Regions from separate parts of the Mus musculus genome. Here region 1 is linked to region 2. Evidence: chromatin contacts called from public HiChIP or PLAC-seq data. All regions are on one chromosome and are shown on one strand. Each heading gives the region's core, a stretch centred on a gene start, on an enhancer-like site or on the middle of the called end of the contact. The rest is flanking DNA. Distances are from core to core; before and after follow the strand shown.

Region 1 (6,729 bases), core at 1,679-4,178, 85 kb after region 2:
CTGAGTCTGGGAACTGAAATTGGGTGGTCTTAACCACAGATCCATCTCCCCCATCTCCCACGGTCCTAATCATCACCATTATTATTATTTTTTTAAAGTAATCTAGTGGTTCCAACTACTGGGGTTCAAATCTTAGCTTTTCTACATTTTAGCTGTGGGAGCTTGGGCAAGTGACTTAAATTATTTGTACTTCAATGTATTCTCTTCATATGAGGACCATACTGGGTTTGGTGAGACATGTCTATAATTCTAGCACTTAGGAAGCTGGGACGGGGTCATCAACAATCTGAGGCCAGCTTTGGCTACACGGTGACAGCCTGTCACAAAAGGTGGAGAGGTACAATACACCTCTGTGTCATAGGTTATATCATACGGACAAAATGGTTCAGTACGTTAAGCCGGCACATGCGCAGAAGATACCATGTAAACCACAGCCCACATTCTCCATGCCTGTTATGTTCTTCAGGATGGTGGTGTACAGTCAGGAAAGTAGCCTGCTGTCCATCACATCCTTCTCAGCCTGTGTCCCTCAGCTCCTTTGTGTTATGCTTGTATGCCCTGAAGTTTTTGTGTGTGCCACTATTAGAGATTGAGCATTGGTCCACATACATGCTGGTCACGCACTCTGCCATTGGCTACCTCCCCCAGTGGCTCACGCAGACTGCTAAATGGCTTTTAGTCTGATCAGCAGTCACAGTTCAAGATCATGAAAAAAAAAACTCCCCCCCCCCCCGGTCTAAGAATTAGAATGTGTGTTTTTTTTTTTTCTGGTCTTGAATACAAGTTATTATGTTTCTCCTGCTCTGTGAATGGAGCCACAATGTCCACTGGGCCAGGATTGCAGGGGCCAGGCATCCAGGTCAGGATTGGTGGATACAGGTAGTGCTAATAATCTGTGCTCACTGCTGTTGGTGGTTGGGTTCCAGAGGATGCTTAGCATAGTAGCCAAGAGAGTCAGGGGACAAGCAAAGTTTACACTTGGCATCGCTTAGTGTGAGTGTGAGTGTGAGTGTGAGTGAGTGTGTATGGTATGTGTGAATGTGTGGTGTGTGTTTGAATATGTGTGTGAATGTGTGTGTGTGAATGTGTGTATGTGAGTGTGTGTAGCCTCACTGAGTTAGGCAGAAGACAATGGAGGAGTTTGTGGGGCTAAGGCAAAATATAGGAGGTAGTCTCTCTAAGGTCTGCATGTGGTGAGAGGGGAGGGGAAGGAATGGGTAAGAGAGAGAGAAAGAGAGAGAGAGACAGAGAGAGACAGAGAGAGACTGGGTTCAGATGAACCACTAGGCTGTGAACTCTTTTGGGGCAGGAATTTGATGGGAGGTGTGGTGTCAGGGGCTGGCAGCCCTCTGTGAAACACTTCAAAGGACATTTGTGTGTGTGTGTGTGTGTGTGTGTGTGTGTGTGTGTGTTGCCTCCACCTGGCACTGAGTGGCCTCTCAGGTTGGTCTGGGAATGTGGGAGCAGGAGGAATCTAGCTAGCACTGGAGTTTTAAAGAATGTTCCAGGGAGGGGTAAGAGGCCCAGGGCAGATGTGGGGTAGGCTCAGGAATGAGGAAGTATTTCTCAAGCCTGTGTGTGGTGGTTATAGGGGGCCGAGGCCTGGACTGAAGTGCCCAGGTACTTTTGTCTGTGTGCTTCCCAGCTCTTGTTAGACCCTCATCCTGAAGGAGCTGTGGCTGAGGGGGCCAGGACCCGTCCAGGTCAGCGCACTAGCTGTGCCCTGCTGGGGCTCAGCTTGAGAAAGAGAAGGAGCTCTTGGTGTGGGTGAGAAACAACCTCCAAAGTGGGGGATGGGTGGCAGGGGCTGTAGCAGGATGGAAAGTGGGGTGCAGAGGGGGACAAAGGACTGAGGAAGCACCTTGAGGGGTAGGGAGTCTCCTTGAGAGCTTAGGGTTGTCTACCTGAAAAGGCAAAGCAGGAAGAATATGACATTCCCATCCTCCCCACCTAGGACGCCCCTAAAGGACCAGTCTCACTGCATGGAGCCAGAGGTGGGCTAAAGGCTGTCCAAGTGAGTCTGGGAAAACTGGAAGTCCAGGAGCACTCCGAGGAGCACTGAGCACACCACCACGGGTTACCACAGAGGCCAGTTTTAGTTGATTCCCTTGTCAGGCATAGCCTAGTGGGTTTGTAAGCAGGAAAAATGAGGCAGAGCAGGGAGGAACGTCTGGATGTGAACGGGAGACAGGACACACACATGTGCATACAAATGTGTTCAGTTGTGAATCCAGACCCCCCATGCACAGACTGCACTCATATACACTCACACTAGTGTGTTAGGGGTATGAGGGCACAGAAGGGTACGCACAGCCATCCCAGGAACCCATACAGTAGTTTGAGGAGGGGGTGAGGCAAGCCCTCTGAACTTGGATGGTGGGGAGGGCGCAGTTACTGAAACAGCTCTTCCCAGTAAGGATCGTCACAGGGCCAGGTTACTCAAGAACTGAGCTGAGCTCTCCAGTAGCAGCTGGGCCAGGAAGGAGAGTCCTAGGAAGCCTAGGGCTTCCCCAGCCAGTGGGTGAGGGGTTTCAACTTTCAGCAGGAGCTAAAGTTTGTCAGGCACTTCCTTTTGTAGCACTTGGCTTTCCTACTGGCCTCAGGAATCTAGGTATTCACTCCTCATACCTGCTCTAGGAAGCCTTCTCCTGCCAATTGTAAGGTGGTCTCTTTGCGGTCCAGAGATTTCTGGGCTGTGGGTATCTTGGACAACTTGCCTGAGGTGTGGGTGTCTCACGACGGCGTCTCGGCCTCCTGCAGACACTTCCCGAGTGGACGAAGAGCCTTGGGCGGCGGCTGGGGGCGGTGCGAGGGCAGAAGGCAGGCGGACAGGAAGGCCCTGGCTGCAGAGAAAGGTGGCCAGCGGCCAGCCCCGCCCTGTCCCCACCTGTGTGCGCTCAGCCTCCGCCCCGCATGGAGGAATAAAAGGTCGCAGACTGCCTGAGGTCAGGGAGTTCGCGCTGCTCCTCGCCTCGTCCAGCCAGCTGTGTCCAGCCGCTATGTCCATCCACTTCAGCTCTCGCTCCACTGCTTACCCGGGCCGCGGGGCTCAGGTGCGCCTGAGCTCGGGCCGCGCCAGCTTCGGCAGCAGGAGCCTCTATGGCCTGGGCTCATCAAGGCCTCGTGTGGCCGTGCGCTCCGCTTATGGGGGCCCGGTGGGCGCTGGCATCCGCGAGATCACCATCAATCAGAGCTTGCTGGCGCCGCTGAGTGTGGACATCGATCCCACCATCCAGCAGGTGCGCCAGGAGGAGCGCGAGCAGATCAAGACCCTCAACAACAAATTCGCCTCCTTCATCGACAAGGTGAGACAGCCTCAGTCGCACGGTTCTTTCCGGCCACGCCTTGCCCTGGGAGGCTGGTGTAGGTCTCTTTCCTCTTGTGTCTTCGGTGGGCTCTGTATAGTACTTCTCCTTACACCCTCCTTTAGTCTCCAAACTCCGCTCTGCCAACAAATGGCCTTGGGCCCCTCCCTTTCCTCAAGGACTCAAGGATTGCCCCCAAGTTCTCTCCAGCTTCCATAGTTGACTGGTCTCGGGGGATTTGGAGCCACTTTGTAACAGGTGTGAGGCTAGGAGCTCTGGAGGCCAAGGCCAGCAGTTAGTTCTTTGGTGTCTGGGTCCCTTTCCCTGGGAGGAGGTTGTGAGGAGTCAGGAATGGGGTGGGATGACTCCTCCTTTCTCCATGGGAGAACTTTGTATCTGAGGTAGATGCTGAGAATAAAGGCCTGGCGGAGGGAGGCTTCTGCCCTACTTACCTGCCCGTTCCTCTACCTTTTTTGTTGGTAGGAGGTAAGGTTACCTCTGCCTTTGCAGATGGCTCTGTGGGAGACTGGGACTTGGGAGAGGGGCCCTTTGGAAGGTATCTCCCTGGCTGTCCATCCCAGTCATTCATGGGCATCTAGGAAGCTGAGGCCTGCAGTCCTGCCTGTCCCTCTGGCTAGGACCAATCCCTTGCTTCACCGTCTCCCTTCCAGTCCTCCTGCCTGTACCGTTCTGTCCCAGAAATCCTTAAAAGAAACTTCCCAGACTGCTCTAGCCCCACTTCCTGCTCTATGCTGAGCTGTGCCATCCTAATCCAGCTCATGATTCCTCAGGCTGCTGGTTTCAAGGGCTTTTCTTGCCTCCCACCTTCAGGCTGAGATAAGAGGAAGGAGAGAAGATACTGAGGAAGAAAGAAAAATTCCAGCGTGGAAGGAGGGGCCAGTCCAGTCAGTCCCCTAATACCCTCTCACCCCCAGCTTCAGAGAAGAAAGGGGCTATTTAAGGGGCAGAGGTAGAAAATACCATTGAAGCAGAATTGGCTAGGAACAGTGTACTCCACTAAGCCAAGCACATCAACTCCATGGCTTACACTTGAAATAGGGTCCTAGGGATGAGGGGTAAGCACAACTAGTGGGCACATGGGCTCTGCTGCACAGTGGTTCCAGACTTTTCAACATCTGTGGTAGTAGAGTCTGGCCCCTCAGGTTCCTCCTCTTCCACACCCCTCCAGGTACGCTTCCTGGAACAGCAGAACAAGATGCTGGAGACCAAGTGGGCGCTGCTGCAGGAACAGAAGTCAGCCAAGAGCAGCCAGCTTCCCCGAATCTTTGAGGCTCAGATTGCTGGGCTGAGGCAGCAGCTCGAGACACTGCAGCTGGATGGGGGCCGCCTGGAGGTGGAACTGCGGAACATGCAGGATGTGGTGGAAGATTTCAAGAATAAGTAATGTCCCTGGTGCCTTTTGGAGGATCCCAGCCCTGGGGACAGTATGCCTCTCACACACAGACCCTCCACAAGTGTCCCTGGTTCAGACCTGGTCAGGGGTCAGAGTGCACAGCTGCTCAGCACTGGAATGGCTGGAGCTATGGCCTTTGTTGACACAGTCCCTGCCTCACCTCTCCTTCTTGCCCCCAGGGGCTGTTGCTGGGACATTCTGGTCATTTTTTCCCTCAGCTTAGTCAGAAATTACCCTGTCTACCCTGACAGTGCTAGTTCCTTTTTTGGTGCCTAAGTCCCTAGGCACCATGAGTAGAAGGTGTCCTATGACTGGAATGCTTCAGAACGTATAGCCCTCACAGATTATTCTAGGACAGCCTTTCCCACCTCATGCAGATGAAGAATTGGAAACCAGACTGTCTATGGGACTTAGTCAAAATCACATTGCAGGTCACAGGAAACTTGTTCTTGAAGTTGGGTCCTTAATTCCCAGGAGGGGCCAAAGAGCTGATATGAGAAGGAAAGAAACAGATGGAGTTAATGGTTTTGCATGACACAGCAGGGCTCAGGGCAAACTAGGGACGGAGCCACCAGAGACAGGAAGCCTGGGATTTGTGGGTACCTTTGAATGTCCCCGAAAACTCTTTTTTTCTCACTGAACAGAAAGCAAAGCCTAAGACTTGAGCGGGGCCCCTCCCCTGTTCCCCTCCTCCCCTGCCCCTGAGCACCGGGGACAGCTAGTGTGCTCTGTGTGTTGTTGTGTGACTAAGAGGGACCAGGCATACCAGCTCTGACCGGAGGAGAACAAACAGGACCTCTGGGGAGTGTCTCCCACCAGCTGCTTCCCTTGGGCAAAAGTCAACAGACAATCTCATAGAAGGTGGAACCAGACAGGTGCAGGGCAAGAGGATTCTGGGTAGCCAGCCAGCCCCTATTGTCAGGCAGTCAGCCCACACCCAGCCCCCCTCACCTCAGAGCAGCCGGCTTCTGTGAGCTTCAGGTAGGACGAATGAGGGACAGGCAGCAGGCACAGGGAAGGGGAATGGCTGCCCTGAGAGCTCAAGCCTATTTGGAGCCCAGCAACCCAGCCCCAAGGTGGAGCTTCAGAGAGCCTTGCAGATGTAGCTTCTGTGAGACTGAAGTACCACTCTGGATGTGTGAATGTCCCCAGCCTGGCTCCTGGCTGGCGCCCTGCTTTCTACCAAAGCCGTTCATCCAGGCTGCCTCCTGCCAGTCTCAGCAGGCAATTCCTGCGAGCGCCTGAGCTCTCAGTCCTTCATCCCCACCTTCCCACCTGTCCTTACATTTTCTTTTGATTCTTCCCTACAAACACACTGGAACAGGCAAATGCATACTCTTCCCGTTTGCCCTGCTTGCAGAAATCCTCCCAAAGCCAGGTGCCAGCTCCTTCAGAGGAGGAGGAGGGATTTGGGGGAAAGATGTAGGCTCTACCATCCAGTGTGGCCTGGCTTTTCAGGACTTCATGTGCTTTGTCCTGACTCATCAAGCTTCTCCCCTTTGAGCTTCCTCTTCGCAACTCAGGGGTGGGCCTACCTAGTGGTCAGGCTTGTGTTAGCTGTGGGGAGTTAAGCTAGGGATTGTCCCTTTGTAGTACAGTGACCTGGGCTGGTGACCTGCCTCTGTGTTTTCAGTTCTGACAATTACAGTACTATATTGTGGGGCTGTTGGGAGGGTGTGTGTGTGTGTGTGTGTGTGTGTGTGTGTGAGAGAGAGAGAGAGAGAGAGAGAGAGAGAGAGAGAGTTATCCCACAGGAAGTGCACACCAGTGCAGGCTCCATATACAGCCCCTAAGCATGGCTATGATTGCTCTCCCCATCAGTAGCTGCAGCCTTTGGCGTCTAATTCATATACATTTCCTAACCCCCTTCCCTCCATGCCGAGACTTAGAACCTTGGAACTCTGCATGGAGGTGAGAGAAATTATGTTTTGTAGCCCTGACCCCTGCTCTCTGAGGTGTGTCACTGAGTGTTGTGTGTGAGTGCTTGGGGGCTAAGCTGTATGTTACCCT
Region 2 (6,954 bases), core at 827-3,326:
GAATGGCCTCCACAGGCTCATAGATTTGGCTACTTGGTCCACAGTTGGTGCAACTATTTGGGAAGGATTAGGAGGTGTGTTCAGGGGCCAAGGTGAGCTTGGAAGTTTCAAAAGCATTCAAAAGTCATCAAAGATGGTTCATGCTGTGATCTATCTATCTATCTATCTATCTATCATCTATCTATCATCGCATCTGATTCATGCTTGTGGATCAAGATGTAAGCTCTCAGCGGCTATGCAAATACATTTCTGCTTGCCTGCTGCCATGTTCCCTACCACAAGGGCCATGTGCTCTAACCCTCAGGGACTGTGAGCCCAAATGAACACTTGATAAGCTGACCTGGTCATGGTGTCTTAGCCCCAGCAATAGGAATGTTACTAGAACAGTCCCCAGGACTGTTAAATCTCAGGACATCTGCAGAATGAAGGTGCCCAATTACATGATATTGTCAATAGGTGCTTGCCAGGTGAGCAAGTGTGGAAGTGTTCAACTTTTGAAGGCGTGGTGCGGTGGGGCCTTTGAGACGGTTTCCTGTAGGTAAGTGGGCCGGGAGCTGGCTGAGGGCCAGGATGACCATGAATTCCTGATCTTCCCTTACCCCACTTTGCTGAGCTAAATCCTAGACCTGAACCTCATGGAGATGCCCTCATGGTTCTCTTGGGAGGGCTAAGCCCATAGCCATGCCCCTTCCCCCTGGGAGGGCTAAGTCAATAGTCACCGCCCTTTCCCCCTGGGAGGTTAAAGCCATAGTCATGCCCTTCCTCCTGGGAGGGCTATCCCATAGCCACGCCCCTTCCCTGGGGGTGAGTCTAAGCCCAGAGTTACGCCCCTTCTCCTTGGGGGGCAGTCTAAACCCATAGTCACGCCCCTTCCCCCTGGGAGGGCTAAATCAATAGTCATGCCCTTCCTCCTAGGAGGGCTATCCCATAGCCACGCCCCTTCCCCTTGGGGGGCGGTCTAAACCCATAGTCACGCCCCTTCCCCTTAGGGGCTCTAAGTCCATAGTCACGGCCCCTTCTTGCAGAGATACTTAATTTTCACGAGTGTCTTAATTTTCTGTCCTAAGGATTCACCAACTTGGTGGCTTAAAACACCAGAAATCGATTACCTCACAGGTCTGTAAGTCCATGTTTATATCAAGGGGTCTGCAGGGCTGTGGCCCTGGTGAAGGCTCCAGGGCAGACCCTTCTTCTGCCTCCTTCTGCTGGCTTTTAGCAGCTTGGAGGATTCCGCAGTCCTCGTAGATTTGCTCTGAGCTCACCACGTGCCGGTGTATTCTTCTTGTCAGTTTCTCACAAGGATACCTGTCATTAGATTTAGGGTTCACTTGGGAACTAGAGGGGATCTCACTTGCATACTCCAGATGAAGTCATCCTCCCAGGTAGATTTTTCTGGGGCCATTGCTCAACTTACTTTAGGGTTTTTGATCTAAGCCATGTATGTTTCATAGGTGGGAGAAGATTCTGTGGGTTCCTGACGACCTCACCTGGAGGACTGCTTTGGCCTGTTTGGCAAGTTCGTCGGTTTCTCTTGTGTATGCACACTGGTGCCCCTCTCGAGTGGCTCATAGGGCTACCGGCAGCTCCCCCAGAAAGCTGTTTAGAGAGGAGGGTGGAGTAATGGGGCTATATAGAGAGGTTTGGTTAAGCCCTACTTCTGCCTGCTACAGGGACTCCACGGGTGGGTCCTCCTGTACAAACTCATTGACAGGAAGGGAACCCTTCCGTTGGTTCCCTCACCTTTCAGCCCAGGCCCACGTCACAATCTCACTCATCAGCTTCAGGGCACTACTCTGCCTACTTTTCGAGCTCCAGTCCAACCATCACTGAGTTGAAGGAAGACTCAAGCTGCAGCACCGCTTGCCTCTGTTTCCTAGTTCACTCACCCTTGCCAACTGCCTGGTGGCTTTCTTCACCAGCTCTGGTTCGGTCCCAAGAGCCTAAGGAGGTCTAGTCCTATGTTGTCCACTGGAGGGCGCTCCTGCTCCGTGGAACTTGCTGTTTCCCAGTGGGGGCAGGGCTGCGGCAGCTTTTCTGCGGGAGGTGGACAAGAGAGGCTGTTGAGCCTGCCCAGCAGGTCTGGGTGTGGTGTGAGGAAGCTGCAGGCCTGGGAGAGCTGGGTTATACACACATGGTTTAAAAGGTGTGTGTGTGTGTGTGTGTGTGTGTGTGTGTGTGTGTGTGTACATGAGGAGAAGGGCAGTCAGTGATGGTGTCAGTTGTAAATGTCCTGGTTCCTCTGACTCTCTCAGGCCTAGGGTCCCCACAGTTGTGTTGTAAGGACTCAGGTAAAAGACTGAGTCTGGCCCTGTCCACCCCCACTCCCTTCCACATTTTCACTCAAGGACAGCTTTGGAGTCTTATGTCACTCTTCTTATAAGTGAGATTCAAGCAACCATACATACTCCTGCCACAGGACCATCATGGGATGTGCTGGACATGCAGGGGTGTGGGGTGGGGATCTAGTTCGGAGTCAGGGTGGCAGGGGATGTCAGGTGGAGAGAGCTGGGCTGGAGAACCTATTGCTCAGAGGTGCAGGTGTGAAAATAGTGTGCAGGTGTGAAGTGTGTACCCAGGGGTGAAGAATGCCCAGGTATGAAGTATGTGCAGGTGTGAAGAGTGCACAGGTGTGAAGTGCTGCAGGTGTGAAGAGTGCCCAAGTGTGAAGAGTGCGCAGGTATGAAGTGTGTATCCAGGTGTGAAGAGTGTGCAGGTGTAAAGAGTGCCCAGGTATAAAGAGTGCCCAGGTGTGAAGAATGCCCAGGTGTGAAGTATGTGTGCAGGTGTGAAGTGTGTGCAGGTGTAAAGAGTGCCCAGGTGTGAAGAATACCAAAGCTGTTGCTGGGAGTCTGGGTGAGAGGGAAGAGGGCCTTTGGAGCTGGAACCTGGAGCCTGCCTTAGGGCTATAGGGAGGCCTAACATGGGCTGGAGGAGTATGGGGCTGGCCTGGAAGGAAAGATGGCTTTCACTGTGCCTGGGCACCATTTTGTACATCATGGGGTCCTGCTGGGTTGGGCTGGGTGTGGCTGGCAGACAGTGGATTCTTGGTTGCTGTGGTGGGTTGAGGGTCACTCCGTGATGAGGACTGCAGGCTGAAGGCGGAAGTGTTTGGAGGGTTGTGCTATTAACCCAGGCTTTTGAAAGACCCACATTGTGACAGGGAGAATCATCCCTCTGATGAACATGGGGTGAGTTGAGGTTGGACGGTGGGGGCAAGAAGGGCAGGGACCTGGGCCATGATGGCTGCTGGAGAGCAGGGCGGGTTTCCTAGGAGGAAGAACCTCTTCACTGAACTGAACTGAACTGAACTGAACTGAACTGAACTGAACTGGAGAATCTATGAGAATCTGCATCTCTACTTGGGACACCCTGGCCTGGGACCTGGCCTTACCTGTCCCCAATCTCCTGTCTCCCCTGGTTCCCACTGCCCACAAGTGGCTGTGACTCCTGGCTAGGATTCTGGTGTGAGCCCTGGTTATATGGAGACCTGGGATTGGGTAAAAGAGCTTCAGCCTCAACCCCACTGAGTGACGTGACATGACAGGGCCTCGTGTGTGTATGTGTGTGTGTGTGTGTGTGTGTGTGTGTGTGTGTGTCCTTGGCTCACCACTCTCTAAGCCAGGGCTCCTCATATGATGGTGACAGGCCCAGAAAAGAGTCACCAGGGATGGCCCTGCCTCCTCAGGGCTGAGGGTGAGAGGAAGCTGAAGGGAGTGGTGTCAGGGATTGTGGAATGTGGCCTCAGCTGGGGCTCAGAATCCCCTCAGCTGGCTATGGCAGCTGCCTTGGAAGTGGTTGAGGTTGTAGAGACTCAGACCAGCAAGCTAGCCCTGTGCTTCTCTCTAGATAGCAGCTGGCAGGGGTTTTAGGATGGAGAGGGGGTTTCCATAGCAGGAAGATCTGGGGGCTGGGAAGAACTTTTGGCCTTTATTCCAGGAGCCTGGGTTGCTGAGGGTTGAGGTGTGGGAGGGTATTGTTGCAGAGGGCTTCCAGCTGTGAGGCAGAGGGCTTCTAGCTGTGTAGCACAGTACACTTGACTGTGGAAATAGGGCAGGCCACAGCGGGACAGTAGGTCTGGAATCTATATGACTCTTGGGAGTCCTGGAATGGAACTGCTGGGGGACCTCAGGGAAAGATTGTCTTGTTTCAAGCCCTTGCTCCCCTGTGGTGAGTCACAGGCCGGGCATGCGGGCATCTATCCCACTGCTCTGGTCTACCCCAGGCACTGCTTTCTGAAGAGGGCTCCAGATGGTGGCTGTGGGTTGGGCCCAGGTGGGCAGTGAGGTCAGAAGCAGCTTGGAGCTTGGAGCAGGGCTGTGTCAGTGGTGAAGGCAGTGTGCTTCCGGAGTATGGACAGGAACCATGGTGGAGGGGCTGTGGAGTAGGGTCAGGGTTGGGTAACACTGGAATTTGTGGTGTGAGTGTGTCAGTCTGAGAGACAGGGTTTGGGATGGGATGGGATGGGTTTATATCTGAAACATGAAGAGAGGGACATATTAACGTTTGGAGAGACACACCTATCCCCACCCCTCTCTAATGGTCCAACTTGAGGGGATCACAGGCCTCCCCACCCCCGACCAGCACTACTACCATCCCACCTAAGTCCCTGCAGCAGAGGCAAAAGGAGACAACCCCTCACTGACCAGGTCTGGATGAGGAACTGGGAGCTGAGCCAGGGAAGACTGGACAGTTTGGGCTCAGGCCAAGATTGCAGCCCACCAGGACACCCAGCCTGGGCACTAGAGTCCAGCTCTTCCTGCTACAGAAACCCCCTCTCCATCCTAAAACCCCTGCCAGCTGCTATCTAGAGAGAGAGAGGCACAGGACTAGCTTGCTGGTCTGAGCCTCTGCAGTTCAGACTTGGGGTTGGGACTAGCACTATGTTGGGTGACAGAGGTCTCTGGACGAGGGACAGTAGGCAGGGTTGGGCTGGCATCAAATACATCTTCAGTCTCCTTTGGGCCTTTTGTCTCACTTTGGCTGGGTCTTTTCCACCCTGGGGTTCAGGGAGGGGTGCAGAAGGAGGTACCTTGCAAAGAGTCCTAAGCACAAGATCTAGTGTCATGTGGACCAAGGCCCATGATGGGCCTGGGGCCTGGGGCTCTGTCCTCCTTTCTATCTGTCTTGCCTCCACCTCTTCTCTCACTCTGGACTGCGTCTGGGTGTTCTGGCCCCTTTGAGCCCTGACTGGTGGTGGGTTCAGGCTCAGCAGAGTGAGGCCTGTCCTTCCCTTCCCTCCTGGGGTGGTGAAGCTGGGCCTGCACCTCGCCTCACCTTAACCAGAAGGGTTACCTGAAGATGGCTGTCCCATCTTGTCATGGTTCTCACATTTTGAGAGCCTGGCTGAGCGGCTAGGGTCAGGGGCCCAAGGGGTCAGGGGTCAGGGCTATGGCTATGCAGCCTGGCCTGGAGCTGGATCATTCCTTCATGGGGGAATTTCTCTTCTGCCTCTATTACCTGCCAGGTTCAGGCCCTGGGGAAGCCAGGAACTGGACTCTAGTGCCCAGGCTGGGTGTCCTGGTGGGCTGCAATCTTGGCCTGAGCCCAAACTGTCCAGTCTTCCCTGGCTCAGCTCCCAGTTCCTCATCCAGACCTGGTTAGTGGGGGGTTGTCTCCCTTTTGCCTCTGCTGCAGGGACTTAGGTGGGGTGGTAGTGGTGGTGGTGGTGGTTGGGGGTGGGGAGGCCTGTGATTCCCCCCACCCTCCGCCAGTGGGACCATTAGAGAGGGGTGGGGACAGGTGTGTCTCTGAGTGATTCAGGCTGGATGCCGAAGCCCTTAGCTGGTGGCTTTTTTTCTCCCACTGGCCTGGCAGGTTCATGCCCCAGCTCTGAGTCATTAGGGTGTGGTCAAGCAACCTAGCAGCACAGTAGATGCTCGTGGCGACACACCTGGATTAGGGCATTGTATCCTGACTGCAGAGGGGCCTGACTGGTGGTGTGATGTTGTTGGTAGTGTTGTGAGTGTTCCCAAGGTGTCCCTTAGTGACTAATGGCCCCTGCCCCTGGAGCAACATCAGCTGGGTTCATCCTCCCCATGTTCCCTATCTGAGAACCAGGTGGGCTCATGGCAGGGGTGAGAGGAATTGGCTGGGGTTTGGCATCTGCGGGTGCAGCTGAGACCCTGAGGGGCACACAGGTCTTCCTAGGCACTCTGCAAAGGGCACCCCTGGGTTACTGAGTGCTGATTGCTTTGGTGTCAATTATGGGTGTTTCATAACGTGGGGGGGGCGGTTCCCACATTTCCATGTCATAGAGGGGGCTCTGGGAGGCTGTTGCTGTCCACTCACATGGCCAGTGAGGCCTGAGACAGATGTGTGGACATCAGTGATGCTGCCCTGCCCCCTCCTTGGTCCACCTCACTGCTAAGACCCATCAACATCTTTGTTTAGAGTTAAGCTGGACCTGGCACCTGAGCCTTGTTTCCCTGAAGAGTGATGGGGCCAGCAGAGCTCTCCTGACTCCCACAGGCTAGGAATGGCCATGCCTGTCTCTGAGGGAACAAGGACTGGCCGTGGCTGGTGTGGTCCAGGACTTTGAGTGTCAGGCAATGAGGGGACCCTGATCTATTCTTCACATTTTCAATGTGTCTTGGATAGGAGAGGTCATTTAGCTAAGGTGACATTGCCACCATGCTGACTGTCTTGCTCTGGCTGCCTTTTCTGCCTCTGAGGTTTGCCCTAGAATCTGGACAGGCATCTCTTGCCCTTATATTACAGGAGGTGCCTTCTGGGATATTTTCTTTCTTTGACAGGGACAAGGCACAAAATGTGGGTCTCTAGAGGATCACCCCCTCTTCACAGGTGACTGTGTGTTCCTGGGTAAGTGGTAGGGGTCAGGAGGGCCAGCAGGGATGTAAATCAGGTGTGAGGAGAGGCAGGGCAGGTTAAGGGGCTGTTAGGAAGGCTCCATTTCCCTCAGAGGGGCTCTTGGTGGCCAAGGCAGGCTTAGGGTAT

Evidence for each region. HiChIP or PLAC-seq counts read pairs in DNA pulled down with a chosen protein or histone mark.
Region 1: a contact with region 2 is called in an H3K27ac HiChIP or PLAC-seq map of trophoblast stem cells, with 3 times the contacts expected there. The contact joins the promoter of Krt7 here to the enhancer-like site in region 2. A contact is called at or near these places in 7 of 39 promoter capture datasets (the 3T3-L1 cell line, the C10 cell line, cranial neural crest and 3 more), 14 of 484 Hi-C or Micro-C datasets (Sertoli cells, bone marrow-derived macrophages, embryonic stem cells and 8 more), 6 of 115 datasets of contacts at active chromatin or transcription factors (the HPC-7 cell line, acute myeloid leukemia, embryonic stem cells and 2 more) and 2 of 9 other capture datasets (adipose tissue and embryonic stem cells).

What each region holds. Positions count from the first base shown.
Region 1 is chr15:101,409,475-101,416,203 of GRCm38.p6, forward strand. Krt7 (keratin 7) reads left to right here and starts at 2,929. Exons shown (of 9, transcript NM_033073.3): 1 at 2,929-3,305; 2 at 4,495-4,706. The coding sequence starts at 3,000. Gm671 (a long non-coding RNA gene) reads right to left here and starts at 2,718. Exons shown (of 4, transcript XR_384459.2): 1 at 2,629-2,718.
Region 2 is chr15:101,325,460-101,332,413 of GRCm38.p6, forward strand. No RefSeq gene overlaps it. Among named protein-coding and RNA genes, the nearest start is that of Gm52200, 10 kb to the left of the region's middle. Within about 2 kb of position 2,077, at least 62 of the 459 cell types and tissues checked have an H3K27ac peak or open chromatin away from gene starts, as enhancers often do. A contact at or near this core is called in bone marrow-derived macrophages, palatal mesenchyme, pancreatic cancer cells and 2 more, where this site is marked.